Regions from separate parts of the Triticum aestivum genome. Here region 1 is linked to region 2. A link is a contact called in public Hi-C data. All regions are on one chromosome and are shown on one strand. The core of a region is the stretch at or near the end of the contact, and the rest is flanking DNA. Distances in the headings are between cores, read along the strand shown.

What was found. Hi-C and Micro-C count contacts between places; a contact is called where the count stands out from the background.
Region 1: a contact with region 2 is called in a Hi-C map of leaf, with 4 times the contacts expected there. The contact joins the promoter of LOC123078541 here to the promoter of LOC123078540 in region 2. A contact is called at or near these places in 2 of 5 Hi-C or Micro-C datasets (both in leaf).

What each region holds. Positions count from the first base shown.
Region 1 is chr3D:301,763,966-301,771,031 of IWGSC CS RefSeq v2.1, reverse strand. LOC123078541 (V-type proton ATPase subunit c''2) reads right to left here and starts at 4,285. Exons shown (of 4, transcript XM_044501086.1): 1 at 4,016-4,285; 2 at 3,844-3,921; 3 at 1,476-1,646; 4 at 965-1,397. The coding sequence starts at 4,131. The coding sequence ends at 1,229.
Region 2 is chr3D:301,596,958-301,604,499 of IWGSC CS RefSeq v2.1, reverse strand. It overlaps LOC123078540 (ABC transporter G family member 37), which reads left to right and starts at 5,982. Exons shown (of 20, transcript XM_044501085.1): 1 at 5,982-6,585. The coding sequence starts at 6,136.

The DNA.
Region 1 (7,066 bases), core at 3,036-5,535, 170 kb before region 2:
GTTGGTCTCCGGTTCCTTGCATTGCACACCCTTAATCGGGCACCATATCCTCCCCAGGGTTTGCCCTACAATCCTTGCATGGGCTGGTTTCTCCGAGAACAACTTTCCCACCGCTTGCGGATCATCCGGCCCCCAGTCTGGCGATTTCCCCTTCTCCATCTGCCCGATCTTCACCCCCCCCCCCCCCCTCCTTTCTGCTGCCGAAAGCTTCAGTCCTCTCATCAGGCCTTCTACGTCTTCCATCCCTGCCTTTCACCCCCTGACTCCTGATCAGAACACCCTAGGGACGAACCGGTGGTGTACGACCGCAATCCCTAGCTCACGGAAGGCCTATGGTGGATGGGATGGGGACTGGGATGAGATGGTTCGCGTTTGTGACGACCCTTACAGAGAGGATCATGACGGGGGCGGCAATCGGCGGCGTCCGCGAGGCAAAACCCTAGCGAGATCGGGATCGCCCCGAATCGCCTTTCCGTGATGTACGCTAACCGCCACCCAAAGGGACGGACTCAGCGCCTTTGCCATATTGATCCCAACCGCAAGAGAAGCGAGCCTTCTGGTCGTGTGTTGGTCGGTGCCTCGGTGGCATGCCGCACGAGCCTCTCCGGGTGGCTCCGAGCCGTCCGAGCCTCTCCGGGTGGCTCCGAGCCGTCCGATCTGCCAGGACGACTTGGCTCGGACCCGGCTGGAAGGTCCAAGTCTCTGCCTTCTATTTCTATATATATACTCTAGCTACCAAAATGTCCAAGTCTCTTGTCTTTTATTTCACACATGTTAGGGAACCAACGCCCAAGAATAGTTCTTGAATGAATCGAACGACCATGGCAGCAAAATAGCCCTAGAACATCATTAATGTCTCTTTGAAACAAGAGAATAAACCATCGGTTTAATTTAGGCAAGTGCCCCTCAGAACTCTGGCGATCCAAACGGGGCTTCCACGAGGACTTAATGCAGAGTTAAATGCTTATTCTCAAGTTCAATGCTTTTATTCAACAGGCAGTCCACGTTCTGCAAAAGCAATAGCACCTACAAGATGATACCTGGCAGGCATATGGAGTCTTTACAGTAGGAACAGTATCTCTACGATCAGATGCATCAAGCACCAAAATACGTGATTTACCAAAAACGTGCAAAAGAGAAAAGAATAGATAAGAAACAGTTGAACACATGTTGACATTCCAAAGGGCTTCACCCAAAATAATTTACAGAGATTCCCAGATGGATGGAATTAGACTTTCGTTGGCCATGTTGCTTGAGCTGACATGATTATGCCCACGATCACTCCAAAGAGGCCCAAAGCACTGCCAAAGATCTCAATCACCAGGATCTTTACAAAGAGTGTTGAATTCTGGGCATCAGACAGTGCACAGCTGCTTCCGATTATTCCCACGCATACCCTGAAGATTCAAAATTTGATCATCTTGAGCCATGGATCATGATATATATGAAAATAAAATGTGAATTCTACCACTTACCCGCAAACAAGATTAGCAAAGCCGACAATAAGACCTGAGGCAAAGATTGCATAACCAGCTCGCATAGACTCTGGATCATGCATTCGGGATGTTGGCACACTTTCAAGCTTTGTTTGGAGGATGATCGCCACGATTACACCATAAATTGCAACGGCCTCACAGAAGATGACACTGTAAAGCAAATGGGATGCATGTGTATCAGAAGTTAAAAGGAATATCCACGATATGCCAATCAGAAGAGAATTAACGTTATATAAATTTCCAATATAAAGCTAGATGGAGGCATTAGCCAACCATTTTTGCTAAAATTCCCATGTGGTTTTGGTTGCTTGCCTCGAAAGAAGCATAAATAAGCAGATGCAAGCATAAACCCATCAGATGTTTTCACAAGATCCAAATGCTGTCAGAAGCATTCTTGACAGCAGACATGGAACTTATTTGAGGGGCTCATGTTAATTATAGAGGTCTAGCCAATTTTTCTGTGCTTGTTTATTAACAAATCCCAAGAACTAGTAATCCATGCGTACATTGGCTCAGCCCAAATAACCATGGTGAGTTGAAATGAGCAAACTGACTAAAAGGTTATAGCTAAAAACAAATGTTTTCACAAGATCCAAATGCTGCGAATGCTGCAGAAGGATGGGTATATTGATGAAGATGTGAGCCATCAAATCAAAGTTGGATGTATGAAGTGACGCCAAGCTTCTGGCGTTCTTTGTGACAAGAGTGTGCCACAAAAGCTAAAAGGCAGGTTCTATAGGATGGTGATTCGACCTGCGCTGTTGTATGCGCAGAATGTTGGCCAACAAAAAGGTGACATGTCCAACAGTTGTGTAGCAGAGATGCACATGTTGAGATGGATATGTGGCCGCACAAGAAAGGATCAGGTCCGGAATGATGATATACGGTTGGGGTAGCACCGACTGAAGAGAAGCTTGTCCAGCATGACTGAGATGGTTTGGGCATATAGCACGCAGGCCTCCAGAAGCGCCAGTGCATAGAAGGCTGTTAAAGCATGCTGATAATGTCAAGAGAGGTCGTGGTAGACCAAACTTGACATGGGAGTCCGGAAGGAGAGATCTTAAGAACTGGAATATCACCAAAGAACTAACCATGGACAGGGGTGCGTGGAAGTTAGCTATCCACCTGCCAATACCATGACTTGGTTTCGAGATCTTATGGGTTTCAACTCTAGCCTACCCCAACTTGTTTGGGACTGAAAGGCTTTGTCATTGGCCAACAAAATGGCAGTCTAGCTCCCAGGTTTCTATCAGACTAATGTTTCTCCAGTAGATCATATGCACTAACATGCTTCTTCCTCTAGCGGCATAGAAGATGTTTGTGCTACATCCAATTGTAGATGTAAAGCCAAAACAGTGAAACACTCTATTTTTCACTCTGTTACGCTGTTACAATTCTAACGAACATGCCCTCCAACAAAACAAGAGAACAATAAAAGCCACAAACACAGGTTCAATGACGAATAAAATAATAAAGACCAACTAAGGAACTAGACCAGATCCCACACGACCACTGTAAGAACTTGATGGCCCTAACATAACAGAGGAACCGCAAAACAAGAAAAGAAAATGAGCCTCCTGCTTTGATTTTCTATCTATCATTGTCACGGCTTACATAACAGTTAACTTAGTTTATTAAAACGAGACTAATCGAGTGGGAAACATGAGGATTCAGGATCGGTGACTGACACAACAATGGACATAAGGATCTATATCATAACCACGAAAGTTTGTTCACATGCTAAGTGTCAAGGAGCAAGGAGAAGTGAAGCAGATGAGGACACGACGCATCAATGTGTACACATACAAACTATACCATAATAAAGGCAAAATGAGTCGCGGGGGGGGGGGGGGGGGGGGGGGGGGCACCAAATAAGGGCACGGTCTCGCTAAAATGTAAAACATATAAATTTCAGCTAGGCAATAACAATTGCTTGTCGTTGGCATTTGTTAGGATATCATCAGTGTACTTACCCATGGATAGTTTGCAATGAGATAATGTCCGATTCTTCCTACCAAGAGATGTAAGTCAACTCATCGTATTAACACCTTAAAGCAATCCACCATGGAAGGAATATTGGTCCCTCCAAGCTAATTGAATAAATTATCACCAGAAGCAAGGTAGTTTGCTCTACTCAAACATCCGCCGCTTAATTTCATGCAACACAATGCTAACTAACAGAAGAACCCCTCCTGGACGCAACCACGCATCATCAAGTTCAAGGTAGAACAAAATCAGGAGCTCACAGTGCACCAAGCAAGGCCAAATCTAGCTACCGCAGCGCAGAGGAGACGGCGTCGAGCCAAATCAGGCCCACCAGGTTAGCAAGGCTCTAGAGGTTCCTCACCTGATGAGGTTCTTGGAGGTGATCCTGGGCGCCTTGATGGCGGCCCCGATGAGGCTGCTCCCCGTGATGAAGATCCCCCTGCCAACAGCAAAACCGCAGCGCGGCAGTGTGAGCAGATGCGGGCAGCAGATCCAGCGAGGCTATGCTGGGAAGGGGGGAGATTAGGTCTCACCATGCTGCGCCGAGTACAGAGACGCCGATGGAGACGGCGATGCCGATGGCGGAGAAGGTGTAGGGCGAGATATGCACGAGCGCGCGCGCCCACGACGACGAGTAGTCCGACGACATCCTCCCACCACGATCTCCACCGGTGCGAGCTCGGTGCTGGATCGGGGATTTTTTTTTCTCTCTCTCTCTCTTTGCGATGGTTGGATCGGTGACTGGGGAAGGAGAGAGAGTAGAGGCGCGATGGAGGAGAAGATGTGTGCGTGGTCTGCACGGGGACCAACCAGCCTTGGTGGGGCCCGATGGTATGCGCTCCGTCCGATCTGGTTATGGACGGCGCAGAGGAGATCATATTTTCTTTATTTTTTTGCGGGAGAGGAGATCGTGTCTGTCGTCGTCCCGTGCCACGGTGCCAGTCCCTTTTTTTTTTATCAATGTCGCTTTATTACTCAAGTATAGCTAGGAATCTCTTCCGAGATGGTCCGAAGGATACAATCAGGTGGCACAATCCACCACACATTACAAATCCCATCACGTAATCCTACTTTAGCTAGCTTATCCGCAGCTCCATTAGCTTCTCGCTTGGTCCACGTGACCTTTACCTGCATGAACTGGTTTAGCATATTCTTGATCTCCTCAATGCATGGCCCCAAGCTTGAGAGATCTTCTTCCCTTCTGTTGATCGCCGCCACTACTGCCCTGTTATCCAGTTCAACATGTAGATTCTGCACTTGCGCTTCCGTAGCAAGGGAGATAGCTCGTCGACATGCTAGCACCTCCGTCTTCTCCGGGCAAGCCGCATGATCGAATACCTCACATGCTGCAGCTATAAAAGCCCCATTGTGATCTCTCAATACAACACCCGCACCTCCCTTTCCACGGACTTGGGAAAAGGCCCCATCGGCGTTCACCTTGATCCATCCCTCCTCGGGCGCCTCCCACCTCACTCGTAAATTTGATTGGCGAGGAGGTACCGGTTTGTCATGTATCCCCTTCCACTCCTCCACAAGCCTTACTACCCGGTTCATTATTTCATGTGGATCCTCGATCCGTTTGCCATCCCTCGCCTCATTTCGAGCTAGCCAAAGGGCATAGATGGATTGGATCATCACGGCTCGCTCCTCCCCTCCTGCCTGTGCGAACCAATCGAGAAGCCACCGAGAAACTGCACTCTGAGAATCAAACTGACACGGTGGGATCGCCACCGAAATTCCCTTTTCTGACTGCAGCTTTTTCCAAAAGAGAACCGAATGAGGGCATCCCCAAAACCTGTGATAGATCGTCTCATCACGTCCACACGCAGCACAAAACACACCCGCTTTTATACTTCTTCGCTGTAACTCGTGTCCAATGACAAGCCCATTCCGCAGCAACCGCCACATATGGATCTTCGCTTTGCCCGGGGCTGAGGTATCCCACATTGCCATCCAACATTTGTGGCGCTGAACCGAAGAAGATGACGCCTGTCTTCCCGTCCTTGCATGATTCATCGTCACTCGAAGATGATACGCTGACCTCACCGTGAAGTATCCATCTTTGGTAAAGTTCCAAGCTAGATAATCATCAGTACCGGGACCTCCAACTGTAATCTGTTTTATATCAGTCGCATCATCCTGAGAAAACATCGAGTCCACTACCTGCTCATTCCACCTTGTGCCCGAGTTGTCAAGCAAGTGGCTCACCTTTGTGACTCCCGGGACATACTCGGCACCCAGTGGTGTCAAGCTGCCACTCCTCGGAATCCATTGATCATGGTGTATATTAATGGTGGAGCCGTCTCCAACTCGTCACACCAAGTCGGCTCTGAGGAGATCTCTCCCATGAAGAATACTTCGGAACGTGTATGAGCCACCATCTGGACATGTGTGCATTCATGATTCCCCCTTCACTATAATATCTTGCTTTTAGGACGCGTGCACATAGCGAAGAGGGAACTCTCAACAGTCGCCATGCTTGTGTAGCCAATAATGCTTGGTTGAAAGCCTCGGGATCTCTGAACCCCATGCCACCATCACGCTTCGCTGCACACATTTTGTCCCAGGCTATCGAATGCACTTTGCATTCACCATTTACCGCCCCCACCAGAATTTTGAGGAGATAGATGTCAAGTTCCGGCACATCTTCTTTGTGAGGTGAAAACAGCTCATGGTAAATGCTGGAGTGGCTTGCAGCCCGGATTTCACAAGAACTTCCCGTGCTTTCTTTGACAGCCCTTGCCCCTTCCATCCAGTAACTTTTTTCTTCGAACTCTCTGTCACATATTTGAACGTTCCATCTTTTGCCCTACCAACCACTGTCGGGAGGCCCAAATACCTCTCACTTAACGCCTCAGATTCAATACCAACAGTTTCTTTGAGAGAATTCTTCAACTCCTGCTGGCACCCCTTACCAAAGAATATTGACGATTTCTGAAGGTTAACCTTTTGCCCCGACGCCTCCTCATATCTACCCAGGATATTCTTCAATGCCTGGAAGTTATCAACAGAACCCTGAAGAAAGACAAAGCTATCATCTGCAAACAGGAGATGTGTCACTTGCGGGCCAGTGCCTCCAAATGACACACCTTTAATAAGCTTTTCATCTTGGGCCTTCTTCAAGAGTGCAGAGAAACCTTCCACGTAGAAAAGGAATAAGTACGGGGACAGTGGATCTCCTTGCCTTAGACCTCGAGAGGGAGTGAACAACCTAGACAACCCCTCGTTTAACTTCACCATAAAATTTGCCGACGTCACGCACCTCATGACCACGCTGAAAGCTGTATCAAAGCCAAAACGTCCCAACATTTGCTCCAAAAAACTCCACTCCACCCTATCATACGCTTTCATCATATCCAGCTTTACCGCACATAAGGGTTTCTTCCTTTTCCTTTTCCTGATTGCGTGCACACACTCATAAGCCACAAATACATGATCAGTAATTAGACGCCCTGGCACGAAAGCGCTTTGTTCCTCAGAAATAAGAATCGGTAGAATGACCTTTAGTCTATTCGCCAACACCTTTGCTGCAATTTTGTATAAAACATTACACATGCTAATTGGGCGAAATTGCGAAAGTAACT
Region 2 (7,542 bases), core at 4,733-7,232:
TAGTTGGTCATCTATTTAATTAGGCATGCCACAATCCTTTCCACAATCAATCTCCTCTCCTCCGTTGTCTATCAGATCCATGCCTCATCGTTTGCTTATTAATTTTCAAGAGGTCTTGTTCTCAAACAACCCATATATAAACTAATGAGATTCGATGTAACAAAGCGACGTGGGACTATTTAATGGGTAGACGCACATGAAAGGGCTGATTAGGAATGGCTGGGCCTTGGCGGAGCTTCATGGATGGGCCGACCCACAGAGCATAGACTCACGTGGTTGTGGTCCTCGTCTCCATCAACTCCGGCCCATAAGTTTATATAGATATATTATTGTACCTAATCCGATTTTCTAGCATAATTGAGAACTAGCTCAATTGCTTGTAGTCATAGTGAGAGGAGAGGAGGTCTTGAGTTTGAACCAATGCTAGCTAATATTTTTAAATAATTTTTTGCTGCCACCCCGCTGATGAAAATATTAATAATCTACCTGTTGACAAAAAAATAATATACGGATGGGAAACAGATAAAAATATGCGTGAATGGACAAAAAAAGTCAGAGAAACACACCTCCCTTTATTTGCAGGCAAAGACTAGCTATGGATTTGCTCGCATGCTTGCAAGAAGGACCGAATGGTACTACGGATCTCTCCAATGTGTGTATGCGTACCATTGCAGTTCGTCCCAATCCTTCTGTCTCGTAAAACATACGTACAATTACCCCAAATCGATGGTTCGTAGCACGGTACCCGTTAATGTCTCCAGGTTGCGGCTAATGAGCCACTACTTCATTTTTTTAGAAAAGAAGGATGACCCCCGGTCTCTGCATCTGGACGATGTATACGGCCATTTTATTAATTATTCTCACAAGACATTATAAAGTCATACAACAGTAAGACTAAAGCCGCCGTCTAAGCAACAAACGGTGGCTATACCTATCCAGTTGATGAAAGGGCGCAGATAGCCTGGGCCTAATACCAAACAGACATCGCAGCCAAGCCTAACATCTAAGACCTGAGACTCCAACCTAGCCACTTGCCGGGTCTGGGGCACACACTGGTCCGGCGTGCTCTCAGAGGCCGCCGCCGCCAACTGTCACCGCTCCATCTTCAGAACTGTACTGATGCATCAACCTTGCTTGGTCTAGCTATCGTTGACGCCACCACGGCGCCCAACGGCACCTCCTCCCTGCACGCAAAACAGCTGAACACGTCGCGGTCGCCACTAATACACCTCAGCGTCATGCTGCCAAGTATCACCAGCCGACACAGCTTGAAGCCCTTGGAGGATCTATCTTGCGTAGCACCTGCCGACCAGGCATGACCAAGCGTAGCACCTGTCGGTCAGGCATGACTTGACATCTCCACCGAAGCTCCGTGCAAGGCGAAGCCGCTCCACCTCCTGCCTCTGACTTTCAGCGCTGCTCCACAAAACGATGCTCCCAAGAGAGAACGACACCGCAGTGCCGCCATCGTCTGGTCTGGAACACCAGATCCTAGGGTTTCCCCCGAAGCAATACGAGTGGGTCGACGGTAGTCACATGAAGATGCCTTCATCAAGGTAACGACGTGGAACACCGTCATCGCCCGCCGTCGGCTCGGTTTTCACCGGCAACTACGTCTCCCCGACTCGCAGCTGGTGCCAGATGACGGATCCCGAGATCCGAACACCCAGCCTCAGGCCGACCACCTCTGACGGAAGAGATGACCACCACCGTCGGCTGCACCGGTCAGAACAGATCTGATCGAAGGTGCCGCCGACGAGACCACCAGGCCCTCCACGCCGCCGTCGCCGATCTGAAGGCAGCATGCACGCCACCGCAGCCAAGCTGGCCGCAGCCGACCGCAGCCGCCGTCGCCGCCCGAAGGGCCATCCGCAGCGCCATCATCGCCAAGCCGTCGCCGTCGGAGGACGGGCCGGCCTCCCGCCGCCTGCAGCCATCCGCCGCGTCGCAGATCCCAGATCGGTCGCGCCACCGCACACCTTGGGGTCCGCCCCACCCCGGAGACGCGCGAGAGAGGAGATCCCCGCCACCGCCGTCGGCCCCCGGGCTTAGCCCGGCGGCGTCTTCCGGCGGCGGAGGAGGGAGAGGAGGAGGGAGTTTGCGGCGGCGGCTAGGTTTCTGGCCGCCCGAGTCGCCCTAGGGGGAGGACGACGCGGGGGTCCCAGATGATGTTTTCATGGATGCATGCATGCTCCATTTAAAAGGAAAGAATGATTCCATGTCAAGTGCGACATGGATAAGTCAAGTTACAAAGAGTAAGCTCGATTTTAATTAATCTGATTTAGGAATCAACGCGAGGAGGGGGGTTGTAGGATCGTTGGTAGGTTTAAAGGGGGTGATTAGACTAATTACCCAATTAAAAACCTATCATTTTTTTAAATTTAGGTCTTGAGAGATTTTAGCAATTCTAGCAAGTCTACAAACACCCTACACATGCAAGTCTAATCATAGGTAGCGAAAAGTAATGACATTGCAAGTGATAGTAATTAGATGAAGGGATTGGAGATATACAAACGCTATGGTGACACGAAAGATTTTGACCCGTGGTCCCGATAGATGGTACTATCCTACGCCCACGTTGATGGAGACTTCAATTCCAAGAATAATGGTTGCGCGAGTCCACTGAGGGCTCCACCAATGAAGGGTCCACGAAGAAACAACCTTCCCTATTCCACCACGGCCTACGTCCACGAAGGATTAGGCTCACTCGGGATGAAGTAGGCGATCTACTTGCCCTTACAAACTTCTTGGTTCACCCCACAAAGATTTGGAGGCTCCCAAGCACGCCTAATCGATGTAGAAGGCACCACCCTTCAAAAGGTAATAAATGTTGTTGTTGTTGATGATGAACTCCTTACTCTTGTGCTTCAAAAAATAGTCTTCTCAATACTCAAACACTCGCTCGCCGATTTGGCTATTTTTTCAGAGAGGGATTTGGGTGGAAAGCAATTAAGGTGGCTAGAGATCAAAGTTCTATGTTTGGAGTGCAATCTTTTTTTATCTTAACACAGGGTATGGAGCTCTCTCTCTCAGAAAAATGGATATGGAAAGTGTATGCTTCGCTCTGGTTGCTCTAAGAGAGTTGATGAAATAGGTGGGGGTATATATAGGCAGCACCAAACATCTAATAGACATGGAGTGAAGTTCACATATGATGATGTCCATGAATGCATTGATTACCTTGCCCCTCTCGATCCTCAGTAGCTAGGGTTCGACTCTCCTCCCGCTCCTCGTTGGCGGCTGGTCAGGCCCTCGCCGATGCTAGCCACCATGCTAACCGCTCCAGCAACCCCGCCACTTCGGTCGCCTGGTTGGTCCCCATCCTCGGGTCGTCTGCTCCCCACCCTCTCTCGTGGGTTGCTCCCCGTCGCCTGACTCATTGGCTATTGCCCATCCCCTCCGGGCGGTTGCTCCCCAGTCTCTTCCTCCGTGGCATCACCGGCAAGCAAGGTACTGCCATCTTCTCCCTCTCTTTAGATGGAGAATCTAACATTCACAACTATTAGCATAATTAATTAAGGTTAGCAGACTGCAAATTAAAGATTTGTAGATTAGTCAATGGAACTATTGTTTCGGATTGTTTTATTTTTGTTGATAACAGACATCAACATTTGCAACCGAGCAAGCTTTTGCAATTATTGCATGTTTATGGGGTGTTGGTTTGTCATCAAGCATAACTAAATGTGCATGCTATGTAGTCAACCAATATGGATATTTTGGTTTTGTGAGTGTAGAGCTTTTTGCAGATCTGTTAGTACATAGCTAAACCAAAATTATGCAAAAAGAACACATATTTCCTACACAGATGTGATAAATAGCTTGGGAATCTCAATAACCCTTCGACAGATTTTGTCCACACTAAAGAGATCAAACATTATGTTTGTGTAAAGTAGCATTTTCATATCTCTTAAATTGTTAAAGTTGTTCCTAAATAGTCAGGACTAACAATGTCACATCTTATTTATGCTTTTTATATGCCTACAGTAGCATATTTTGATATATTACATAACTAAGAGCATGAGAGTATGTATAATACATTAAAAGGATATATGTTGGTATTTTCCTATTTAAGCTAACTATTAATGATCGACAATCCAGTAAATAGGCCAATTCACCATTAATCGCTACTCCCAAGTCAACTGAGCAGCTACCAGTTACCAATTTCCTGAACATTGCACCTCTTCTTTTTTAGTTACTTTTGTGCTTGTAATGTGCATCGAATTGTATGCTATCTAGTTCGGGAAGCGCATCAGGAGCACTCGGGTGTTCCACCCCCTATATTCAAAGTAATTTAATAATTCAAAAAAAGGTCAAAAAAATCCTGGAACATTTTTTACCAAGGAATGGTTCCCATTGGCTTCAGGGAAAAAATATGACGGCAATATAGCATGAATAGTACTTGTATCTATCCTTTTTTGCCAAATCTTTGACCCTAGATACAATGAAGGTCATTCCATGTCTAATCTTTTTATAAGAGTGCAATACTTGGTCATGTTTGATTCCATAAAAAGTTTCATGATTTTTTTGACTTTTTTTAATTACTAAATTATTTTTGAATATAGGGCACCTGAGTGCTCCTATGTATTTTCGATCTAGTCAGCCCCTCTTGTATCATTTGGCCGTTGTGACTTTTGTTGTTGGTTGTGATTCCTCACCAGTTGACGGCTTTGCTAATTCAAAATCGGGCTCGTCTTGAGCCTTCTCTCTAAAAATTCGAACATGTCTTCTGAAACTCCAATCTTGACGTAGTCTAGCATTGCCAACAAAACTAATTTCGTGAACCAATCTTTGGTTGGATGGTTAGGAAGACAGTGCTATCCCCAATCCACCATGGTTCAAGTCCTACACTGAACGCTAGTGCTCGCATTTTTCTGATTTTATTCCAGGCCTTCCGACGATGTGCGTTTAGTGAGAGGAGACGTTCACGTTGACTATGAAGGTGTCTGGGTCGGCTTCGTCAATCTCAATATGATTTGTCAGCTCAGTCTCTCAGAGGTGCTCATAGAGATAGAGTGTGTTTACATTCATGGGTGAGTGTATGTGCTTATGTACGAGCGTCTGCATCTGTATCGTGTTAAAAAAATCCATATCTGGATCTTAATTTCTCCGTGGGAAAGCGACCCGAGATAAAAATATGAAATTAGTTAAAATGCACATCATCAGTACATGTAAGAAAAGATAAGATAAACCAATGGACGAAGAGAAATTGGACCAACTTTTTTTTTTTGCGGGGGAGAAATTGGACAAACTGGAGAGAGAATTCGCCTGAAAAGACTTTTCTACACTTGATTGGGTGGCCATGAATAATGTATCGGTCACTGCTCATGTCGCCACCCCAACGAAATGAATGGGTGATGCAATCTCGGGTGAGGCGTTGGATGGAGGAACCGACGGTCGTAGCCGCCGTTGTCGTCGCCGGGCCTTATCGTCCTAGCTGGACTCGATTTGTTTAACCACACCCATCCAAAGTAGACACTATAATTAACAATCAGAGACTAGTAGTAGTCGTAGTAGTATACTCTGCAGCTGCAAGTGGCTGCCCTCTTCGTAATATCATACTATCACTGGCCAAACGAACCTATCGCGGCAAGAGCAGCCTCGAACCGAATAATTGCGAGACATGCATGTTGACCACTGCCCGCCTCGGCCTCGGCCTCGACGCAGAGACAAAAGCCCCGCTGATGCCAGGAAGCTCCCCCGCCCAGGTCTAAACACGCGCGTGAAAAATGAAGAGCTAGCTCGAAAGCTCAGTTTCATTATCTAGCAGTTCGACGACCACATCCCGTGCCGGGTCCAAGCTCGCACAGTGCACCGGACCTGCACAAAATGTGTCCAGGTCAAGGACTCGCTCAAGGTAGGTGAGGCGAAACTCGATAATGTGGCTCGCTGGCGTGGTCTTCCTCCTCACCAGCTTCAACCATTCCCTTCCCTTCTCTTCTCCTGGGCGTATATATAGGGACGCCTTCGTCTGCTCCCTTCGTACCAGTTCGTACCCCAAGCCAAAACAGCCCCCTGTCGCAAGGCAAGGAGGAGCTGCGCAACAGAGCTAAGCCAAGCCAGCTCAGAGAGTGATCAAGGGAGGAAGAAGACGACGAAGAAGAAGAAGGCAAGTAAGTGAGCAGGCAGGCGAGGATCATGGATCGAGAGATCCACCGGGTGACGAGCCTGCGGCGGGACAGCTCGCTATGGCGTCGCGGAGACGACGTGTTCTCGCGGACGTCGTCGCGGTTCCAGGAGGAGGAGGACGACGAGGAGGCGCTGCGGTGGGCGGCCCTGGAGCGGCTGCCCACGTACGACCGGGTGCGGCGCGGGATCCTGACGGTGGAGGACGGCGGGGAGAAGGTGGAGGTGGACGTGGGGCGGCTGGGCGCCCACGAGAGCCGGGCGCTCATCGAGCGGCTGGTCCGCGCGGCCGACGACGACCACGAGAACTTCCTCCTCAAGCTCAAGGAGCGCATGGACAGGGTGGGCATCGACTACCCCACAATCGAGGTGCGGTTCGAGAAGCTGGAGATCGAGGCCGAGGTGCGCGTCGGCAACCGCGGCCTCCCCACGCTCATCAACTCCGTCACCAACACCCTCGAGGTAAAGCCGCCTGCACAAAAAGTTCAGTTCCACTGCAAAACGGATGCCACAGTCCATGGCGGCTTAGCTTCAATTTGTTTGTTTTTTTGTTCTCCACACCGTTCGAACAAGCATGTTGATCATAGTTAATGATGACCTGCTCCGTTAACTAATCAGTCCTGGCTTGGCCGAGCCCGAGCACTGGTGCATGGTAGGGCCAGTTAGTCGATGAGTATGGGCTGCTTTTGGCGCAGCTGGTTCCGCGATGGAGGCGAGTGACAGTGCACTCTCGTTTTTCTTATGGTTATATACACTGCTCGACAGCGACGCTGCGAGAATTGAAGCCAAGTAGGGGCTTTGTTTTCTCGTTCTTGCGATTGCAACTTGCGAGCGAGCTGTATGCTTTTGGCTCATTACCAAGCAATGCGGTAGGTGAGTCGCCTCTCGGCGCCTGATATTTGCTTGGCTTCACAAACGACCAAGCACACGTTGCAGAATTACTACCGTTTCGACCACTTGTCCTGCACAAAATATTACTCTGACCGTGTCTCGCTTTCCAGGCTTTTTCTCTGACTTCAAAATTCCAGATTTATTAAACCTAGCCGCCACCTAATAATATTCAACTCCTGATTCGTTCTCCTTTCAATTGTACTGAGTCCTACTAATAATTTTCTGTTCCAAAGATAAATGTTTATTTTAGACAAGAAAAAGGATCTTTAGGAGTGTACTAAATTTCTTAGCGTAAAGTAGGCCAACAAGAGTCCAAACCGTTGCGACGCCGGGCTCGGCCCGCCACAGAGCCTGCCGCTCCTGCCCGACTTTTCACTCAAAACAATACTCCGCCGATGGCCACCCCTTCAAAAAGAATTAAAAAAAAACCTCCGCCGATGGCCACCGGCACCGGCACCGGCACGGCGCCGCCACGGTCGTTCCCTACCTCGGGGAACCTCCACCGCACCCCCATACACGCCACGAAAT